2 separate regions of the Arachis hypogaea genome follow, and region 1 is linked to region 2. The links are chromatin contacts, called in public Hi-C maps. All regions are on one chromosome and are shown on one strand. The core of a region is the stretch at or near the end of the contact, and the rest is flanking DNA. Distances in the headings are between cores, read along the strand shown.

What was found. A called contact is a pair of places that touch in the nucleus more often than the background predicts.
Region 1: a Hi-C map of leaf shows a contact between it and region 2, with 3 times the contacts expected there. The contact joins two enhancer-like sites. A contact is called at or near these places in 3 of 8 Hi-C or Micro-C datasets (leaf and an unstated tissue).

The regions. Positions count from the first base shown.
Region 1 is chr19:139,489,032-139,494,115 of arahy.Tifrunner.gnm2.J5K5, forward strand. No RefSeq gene overlaps it. Among protein-coding and RNA genes, the nearest start is that of LOC112779934, 2.5 kb to the right of the region's middle. Within about 2 kb of position 1,745, at least 1 of the 3 cell types and tissues checked has open chromatin away from gene starts, as enhancers often do.
Region 2 is chr19:139,242,654-139,247,459 of arahy.Tifrunner.gnm2.J5K5, forward strand. No RefSeq gene overlaps it. Among protein-coding and RNA genes, the nearest start is that of LOC112776346, 23 kb to the left of the region's middle. Within about 2 kb of position 2,443, at least 3 of the 3 cell types and tissues checked have open chromatin away from gene starts, as enhancers often do.

The DNA.
Region 1 (5,084 bases), core at 495-2,994, 250 kb after region 2:
CCGGCGAATTTGTGAGAAAATGCGTCAAGTGTCAAGAGAACGCCAACTTCTACAGAGCGCCGGCTTCCGAGCTGAGACTACTGACGTCCTCCCGACCCTTCGCACAATGGGGAGTCGACCTATTGGGACCCTTTCCAGTCGGCCCCGGACAAGTCAAATACCTCATAGTCGCCGTTGACTACTACACAAAATGGATAGAGGCTAAACCACTGGCTAGTATATCGTCAACCAACTGCAGAAATTTCATGTGGAGGCAGGTGATAACGCGGTTCGGGATCCCGGAAGTCGTCATCTCGGACAACGGAACGCAATTCGCCGACAAGAAATTCACAGAGTTCTTCACTGGCCTGGGCGTAAAACAGAAGTTCTCCTCGGTGGAGCATCCCCAGACGAATGGGCAGGTTGAGTCTGCAAACAAAATCATCCTGCTAGGCCTTAAGAAACGGCTAGACAGTAAAAAGGGGGCATGGGCCGACGAACTCGCCTCCGTTCTATGGTCCTACTGCACAACCGAGAAAAGCTCCACAGGCGAAACACCCTTTCGTCTGACATACGGAGTTGATGCAATGATACCAGTAGAGATCGGCGAGCCAAGCCCGCGATTACTCCTGAAAGGAGTGGAAGAGGCGGTTGAGAAGGACCTAGTGAATGAGGCCAGGGAAATAGCTCACTTGTCGGAAGTAGCACTGAAACAAAGAATGGCGCTGCGCTACAACACCAAAGTGCTCAAAAGGGAGTTTGAAGAGGACGACCTCGTCTTGCGACGCAACGACATAGGGCCACCGACACCAGGAGAAGGAAAGCTGGCGACAAATTGGGAAGGTCCTTACAAAATCAAAGAGGTGCTTGGCAAAGGCGCCTACAAATTGGAAAGGCTCGACGGCAAGGAAATCCCGAGAACATGGAATGCAGGTAACCTGAGAAGATTTTATTCGTAGCTCAGGCACACTGGCCAAGCGGCCTGATAAGCTATATAGCCCATTGTTAATTCCCAATGGTTTATTTTTATCAAATATCTACCATGTTCATAAATTTGTTTAGCTAACGACTAATGCTTACTTATTTGAATCCTCCAATCTACTATCTCCCAATACGAATCCCACACCATCGCGCTCGTAAACGGCAACCCGGGATTGATCACCCCGGGAAGCCAACTGAACCATAGCCATAACGAACGGCCGTGATAATAAGACCATAACAGTTTCAATCGAGTTACCTACGTGAACGGCAAAACATACACAAGCAATAAGTTCGCCTCAAAAAGACGGTAACAAAATACAAACGCTACCAAGCAAGATAAAGGCAATAACAATAAGCCGACCAGGCGACCAATAAAGTATAAAGTTAATAGTTGCAACAAAGTATTCAACAAACCCATACAAAAGCCAAAGTTACAAGAGTTCATTTTCGGTGTCAACAATCTTGCAGTGCTGGATCGTTTTGAAGACCCCAATAGCCGACGTATCGAAGTCTGGAGCCACGATCTTCACCTGAGCCTTCAGAGCCTCCTCGGTCATGAAGATCGCATTCTTCCCTTGCTCCTTCGTCGCCTTGTGCTTCCTCTTAAGCTCGTCGACCTCGGCTTTAGCAGCTTTAGCCGACGAAACGGCCTGGTCGCGTTCCTTCTCCAAGGCTGCCACCCGACCCTGCGCGGCACTCAGCTGGCTCTCTAGGGTCATCTCCCGCTCGGTTAAATGGGACACAGTCTCATCGGAAGCCTTCAATTTCTCCTCGGTAGACTCTGTTTTCTCCTCAGCAGCCTTGAGCTTTTTCCCCACCTCGGACAGCTGCCCCTGAAGCAGCTCGACTTGCACCTTGAAGTCATTGTTCGCCTTACCAGAAGATTCAAGCTTTCTTCGAAGAGCCTGCATTTCCGACAACTTGAACTCGGCCTTCTGAGCTATCACGGCCCCACGGAGCAGCGTCCGATACATCCACCTCGCCTACCCCGCCAGGTCGATGCCAAGGAAATGTTCCTCCATGCCAGGGATCAGGTGGGAGTCGATGAAAGTCCCAGCATCAAAATTTTTCTCCATCACGATAAAGGTTCCTTCCGGGCTGGCAGATGCCCTCCGCCTCTTAGGAGTATGAATAAGTTCCACATCATCGTCATCTTGGCGGGTAGAGGACGAGTGTCCGGCAATGGCCGCCTCTTCGGGAGTGGGGGAAACCTGCACCCCGGCCGAATTCATTGCGGTATCTTGGGGAGAGGGCACGGCCTGATCCTTCTTCTCCTCGACAGGATCTTCAGACTTCCCGTCGACCTTCTCGTCCGTCTTCTCCTCGTCACTATCCTCTAAAAAGGTCTTAACCAAACCCTCGAGCCCTGTCACTGAAGCAGACATCTCTACTACAACAAAGAAACAAATGCGTCATTCGTGAAGTCGGAAAAAGCAAATTAAATGATAAGCAACACAAGAACACAAAGGCAAAATAGCTCACAAATATAATTCCGGGCGACCTCCCGGTCACCCATAAGGAGGTGTGGGTTCACGTGGTTTTTTTCCGAAAACCGCGAACAGCACGTCGGCAATCCTCTTATTTTCAGGGGACATCACCTTGTAGGTCACCTTGATGAAAGTATTAGACCCCGCCCCGAAGCTCCAATACGTCGGGATGAGGCGTTCACCCTCTAGCGACAACCAAAAAGGATGACGACCTTTGACGGGACGAACCTTGAAATACTTGTCTTTGAACCCATGGTAGGAGTCCTCGAACAAGCCAAATATCCTCCGACCTTGGGCAGATCAGAAAGACAGGAACCCTTTCTTCGCTTTCCCCTCCTTGGAAGGGTTAGTGAGATTGAAGAAGAAAAGAAAGACATTCACCGATACCGGCAGCTCGAGATATTCACAACCCATCTCGAAACAATGGATAGAGGCCCAGCTGTTCGGATGAAGCTGCGATGGCGAGACGGATATCCGATTAAGAAGCGCCATCTGGAAGTCGAAAAACGGCATGCGAACGCCCACCTGGGTGAACATGGCTTTGTAAAACCAAATCCAGTCGGCAACCCAGGGGGAGTGAAAATTGATCTCGTACAGCCGCTCATGGGGGGCAGGAACGAAGACGTCATAGTTGGCCTTCTCGTCTGTCCCTCTGCAGAGATACTCGGCTTGTCGGAATTCGGTCAACTCCCCTCGTCCATCTGGTTCAGGGAGTCCTTCAAATCGGAAACAACCCAAGCATAGGGGTCGTAACCCGCAGCAGAGGTGGAAGCCCGTGAAACGACGCGAGGCATACCTACAGCGGGGGTACCACTCCGTTAGTCTATGAGGTCGGGAATCCGGGAAAAACCCAGGAACTACGTCCATTCTATTCAACAGTTAAGATCAAGCATGGCTACATATATCTATCATGCAAGCTACCTAAAAGCCTACCCTGGAATGGTACCCTTCCCCTAATGCATCTATCTGGCACTAGAACACCATCTACCAACAAAATCAAAGACCAACAACAGCAAAAATGCAGAACAAACACAAGCAACAAACATACAGCAGTAAAGCACAGGAAGGCAAAAATCGAGAGTTACCTGAATTGATTGCAGGAGCTTAGGAGGGAAAGGAGAGGCACAGGAAGGCTCGAACGAAGTCTTGGATATCAGGGAGTGAAGAAGATGAGAGTAGCAAGAATGGGAGAGAGAGAGAAGGAAGAAACTATTTAAAAACCGCTACACAAAGCGCGAAAGGGCCAGGGGCAAAATGGTCTTTGCGCGCAGGGTTTTGCAACTCATTATGAGCATTTAATGCTCAGCGCAAAGAACGAAGCGACGAACGGTCGTCTCAATAACCAAGAGACACGCGCGTAGGGGGCACGTCCTTCCCACGGGTGGCCGACCTGACGACAACGCACGGAACGAGAAATAACACGCCACTAATAGCTTTCACGACTATTACTGGCGCGTGGGGGCACTGTTGCGGCCTGGCCCAAACCCTCTACGGGTTGGCCCGACCCGGGCACCACCCGACCCAAACGGTCAGGGGCAGGGCGCCTTGCAGCCGATTCGGATACGCGTCCCTGACAGCTCACCTACAGCTGTGAGGAGAACGCCTCGAAGAAAGTGGGCCTGTCCTTGCAGGGCCCACCTCTGACACGGTATATAAGGGGAAGGTTTTACCCTTCCCCCAAGGTACGACACGCACATTCTACCCCCCTTTTTCGCCTGCATATTTACTTACTAGAGCGTCGGAGTGTCTTTGCAGGTGACACCCCCTTTCCACGCGAAGTGCTCGGGACCTCGACTACGTCTAACCGGCAACCCACGACCAGACGAGGCCCCATCACCAACCAGGATACCAACCCGAACCATCCGGTACCCGACTTACCGAACAGATTTATATGTAAATACCTAAAAATCGAGTTTGTCCTATTCGATTTATATAGATCTGTTTAGGACATGTATAAAACCAATTTCTATTTAAGACATCTGTGCAATTTTAGTCTCTAATTAATTTATTAATATAAATTATCCTTATTTTTAAATCCAATATATATATATATTTTTTTAGTTTTATTTTCTCATAAATTCACTATTCTTTTAAACTTTTAATGATTCATTAATTACTTTGTATTTACTGAAATCTTCAATTTTTTTATAAAAAATAAATGATCAAAATCATTAAATTACAAAATACTAACAAAAATTATTTATCTTTTTTAATTTCTGAATATAATTTTACTTTACTTACGATTGCATATTTAATACAAAAAAAAATAAAGCATATCAGATAATAATATTTTAATTCCTGAATATAATTTAATTCTTTATTAACATGAAAAAATTAAAATATAAAAGTAAATAATATCATTATTAGCATAAATAATAATAATGCAATAATTAAAATTAAATATATCAAGATTTGATTATTATTATTGTCACAAATTAAATACTCAACAAAAAATATAAAAATATAATTTTTTTATTAACGTGAACTGATTAATATTAAACACAAAAAATAGAATTTTTTTTTCATTATCAACATAAAAAATCTAAACATTTTTTTTACCAAAAATAAAAAGATTCCAATCTGCAGCCTTAAAAAAAAAGAGGAAGACTCGTATAAAGATTGGCAAAACAACTTTTT
Region 2 (4,806 bases), core at 1,193-3,692:
GCTCTGAAACATGCACGTAAACGAATTTTGATTTGGGATTCACGTAAAATCCATCTCCCTTTGGTTTATGGAGATATTTTACCCTAAAATAAAATAATATATCAAAGACTAATTAATAGATAATATTTATACTGTAAAAGTATTTTTTTATTTTTAATATATTAAACAAACAAGTGTTTAGTTATTTAATTTTTATATTTTTAACTAGTGATTTTAGAATATGAATTAGTTAGATAAATTTCTTTTAACTAACCTATGTTTAGTCGAATGGTAAATCCTTAGATGAAGCTCATATTCATGATGGATTACTCTTTGATTGGCCGAACAAAAAATACTAAAACACTCAAGAATATACTTTTTTTTATTATAATTATATAAAATTTGATTTTGTATTAAATTAATTATTATTTTTAAATTTTAATAACTCATCAATTAGTTTATATTTATTATGCTCTTCAAGTATTTATAAAATAAAAAAATAATAATAATCATTAAAACAAAAAATATGTTGTAATTAATAAAAAAATTATTTTTTTAATTTTTAAATATAATTTAATTTTATTTGTGTAATACATTTAATAGAAAAATATCATGTATTTTTCTTTTAGTTTGACTGAGTTTTATCTAATTATTTCAAGTTTGAATGAGTTTTATCTGACTTGACCGGGTCAGTTTTAACTGATTTTGATTATTTTTTATTAAATTTGACTAAATTTGATTGGATTAATTGTTATCGAATTTTCAATTCGACAAAATGGGTCGGCCTAGGTTGGATAACTATGGCCTAATGACAAGGGAATGACCCATTGGACAAATAGTTTTAGGCCAGTATTAAAGATTTGGGCCACTAATTAAAAGAAATTTGTATAACCATTAAGTTGTGAATGTGGATGCGGCGTAATAAGGTGTTTAATCCCTTATATAGGTTAGATTATCTCAATGGAGAGAAAAATTCTTTCAACTGGAGAGTAGTTTAAAACTTCAAGTTCTGTTTTTCAAGAAAAAACTTGTTCTTTTATCATCTATATACCCTTTATCATTAATCTTTCGAAGATCATACACACATCTTGCCCAACATCTCTATGATCTTAACTTGCTTTGATATGTTCTCACTACTACATTCACAATATAACAATGTCAGTTTCAAGCCTGAATTTCTTCATCTTATTTTTTCTATCCCTTTTCTTTATCATAGCTTCCACAACTATCCTAAGTCAACGTCTTTATCTTGACCTATAAATATTCTTTTCAAACACATCAGAACAATATCTTCAAATCCATCCCAATTTTTTACTCATTAAGTTTAGTATATACCACCTGCAATTGAAACGCTTCTATACACCGTTACTATGTCTATCCAGTACAACATGTCTAACAACAATGACATTAATCCAATAGAGGGAAAGACCATCAGCATTGATCTAAACCAGAGTCCCGGATATAAAACAGATTTCTTAAACATTGTTGAAAAAATCATTGCTGAAAAAGAGGTAAAATTCAAAGTGTGCAAAAATACCATCTTAGGAATGTGAAGTAATTCGAAAGGAGTAGCTATCACTAAAGTGAAAAGAAATGAGGTGCTCATTAGCTTCAAAGATGGAAACAAAGGTAAACAAATGCTGGAAAGTGGACTTTAGAATGTTAGAGCAACCTGATCAACCTAAAAGTTTGGCTACAAGATGAATCCATTTGGGATGTCAACCATGATCACATGGAATTCTGGATACAACTCCATGGAGTGCCTTTAGAATATTTGAATATGGAAGTAGCCAGGGTAGTGGGAGGCATGATTGAAATTTTATCAAAAGCGAAAGAATCGCTTGTGAAAGGTGCACTTATGAAAATTTTCTTTGATTTCGAGTAGTTATAGACGTAACAAAACCTCTTTAGACATGGTTTAGGTTCAAGAGAAGGAATGCTCCAAAAATCTGAGTTAATTTTAGGTATAAGAGACTCTAATACTGCTTTTGTTTTAAGTGTGGTATTATAGGGCATGACATGAAGAGCTGCAACAAACCTATGAAGATGGCTATTTGGGATGAATCTAAGCCAAGATACACTGCTGATCTTGCAACACACAGTGTTAGATCTCTAGCTCTAAAAGAACTCGAGAAAAAGGAGAAAAGTTGGGAACAAACCCAGAATGAGTTGAACATGACGCATGCAAACACAACAAAATCAAAGGAGAGTAAAAAAGGAGAGAGAACGGAAGAGAGTGGAAATATCCAGCGGATTAAAGTTGTGTTTGATGAGGAGGTGGTTTCTAGAAGGCAACTGCTACAAGAGATAGAGGGTAAGGATGGCAAAAAGAAAGATGGAGAGGATGATTTAGTCCCATCAGTAAAAGGGAATGCAGAAAATTTGGATATTAGCATTGTCAATGTAATGGACAGCATTATCAAGGATCTATGAGAAAGAAAAGAAAAGAAGAAAAAAGGAATAGAAGAGCTACAAGGGAACAAGAAGGAGAATAATAACCCTAAACATATTGGGCCTACCATCCCAAGAGCCCAACTCGAAAAAAAGAATAGGGACAGATAGGAGAATCTTCACCAAAAGAAAGTAAAATAGAGATAATGGATCCTTTTTCAACAATGGGCTGGAACCAAAGACAAGGAATGAACCAAGAAACAGAGGAGAATTCATGGATCAACAATTTCTCTAAATAAATTTAGCAAGGAGATATCAATAAAGAAGTTTTAAAATACTGCACACTAAGTCTATGGCATAAAAAGAACACCATGCTATTGAAGACTATGTTTGTTCATGAAGAAGGAAATAATAGGGAGTTAGCACTAAAAGGTTTATGGAGCTTGAGGGACACAAAGGGAAGTTACAAAGGAACAAGAAAAAAAAAGAAATAGTAGAGTGTGATTACTATGTTGAATTGGCATAAGAAGAGGACGAAATTCCAGATAACAGAGGCAATAATGAGAAAATCCTAAAGATATGGGAGGATAAATTGAACAATCAAGTCAAAGAGGGGTTGAATTTGAAGAGAAAGAGAGCTCAGAAAGAACAGTTGATGCTGACTGAAAACACATGGGATGGTATGGAAGAAGTAATGATGAAAAAAGAGAAGAGGGCAAAGGAATACAAGATGGAATAGGGAGATGCAACAAAGAGGGTGATGAGCAGATATTTTATACGCTTTTTGGGGTTAATTTCATATAGTTTTGAGTATGTTCTAGTTAGTTTTTAGTTTATTTCCATTAGTTTTTAGGAAAAATTCATATTTCTGGACTTTACTATGAGTTGTGTATTTTTCTGTAATTTCAGGTATTTTTCTGGCTGAAATTGAAGGAGCTGAGCAAAAATCTGATTCAGGCTGAAAAAGGACTGCTGATGCTGTTGGATTCTGACCTCCCTGCACTCAAAGTGGATTTTCTGGAGCTACAGAACTCGAAATGGCATGCTTCCAATTGCGTTGGAAAGTAGACATCCAGGGCTTTCCAGCAATATATAATAGTCCATACTTTGCATAAGGATAGATGACGTAAACTGGCGTTCAACGCCAGTTCTCTGCCCAATTCTGGCGTCCAGCGCCAGAAAAGGATCAAAAGCTGGAGTTGAACGCCCAAACTGGCACAAAAACTGGCGTTCAACTCCACAAATAGCCTCTGCACGTGAATTGCTTAAATCTCAGCCCAGCACACACCAAGTGGTCCCCAGAAGTGGATCTCTGCATCATCCATCATAGTTTACTCATTTTTTGTAAACCTAGGCTACTAGTTTAGTATTTAAACAACTTTTAGAAACTTATTTTGTACCTCATGACATTTTAGATCTGAACTTTGTACTCTTTGACGGCATGAGTCTCTAAACTCCATTGTTGGGGGTGAGGAGCTCTGCTGTGTCTCGATGAATTAATGCAAGTATTTCTGTTTTCCATTCAAACACGCTTGTTCCTATCTAAGATGTTCATTCGCGCTTAACTGTGATGAAGGTGATGATCCGTGACATTCATCACCTTCTTCAAACCATGAACGTGTGCCTGACAACCACCTCCGTTCTATATCAGACTGAATGAGTATCTCTTAGATCTCTTAATCAGAATCTTCGTGGTATAAGCTAGAATTGATGGCGGCATTCATGAGAATCCAGAAAGTCTAAACCTTGTCTGTGGTATTCCGAGTAGGATTCAAGGATTGAATGACTGTGACGAGCTTCAAACTCCTGAAGGCTGGGCGTTAGTGACAAACGCAAAGGAATCAAGGGATTCTATTCCAATCGGATCGAGAACCAACCGGTGATTAGCCGTGCTGTGACAGAGCGCGTGAGCATAGTTTTCACTGGAAGGATGGAAGGTAGCCATTGACAACGGTGATCCACCAACACACAGCTTGCCATAGGAGGACGCGCGTGCGTGAACAAGAAGACAGAGGAAAGCAGAGATTCAGAAGACAAAGCATCTCCAAAACTCCAACGTATTCTCCATTACTGCATAACAAGTAACCTTTAATCCATGCTCTCTTGTTTATTTGCAATTCAACTGATAAACATAATTGACTTCCTGACTAAGATTTACAAGATAACCATAGATTGCTTCAAACCAACAATCTCCGTGGGATTCGACCCTTACTCACGTGAGGTATTACTTGTACGACCCAGTGCACTTGCTGGTCAGTGGTACGAGTTGTGAAAAGTGTGATTCACAATTTGTGCACCAAGTTTTTGGCACCGTTGCTGGGGATTGTTCGTGTTTGGACAACTAACGGTTTATTTTGTTGCTTAGATTAGGAAAAATTTCTCCTTTTTTTGTTTAGAGTCTCATTATTGTCGTGTTAAAATTTTAGAATCCTTATT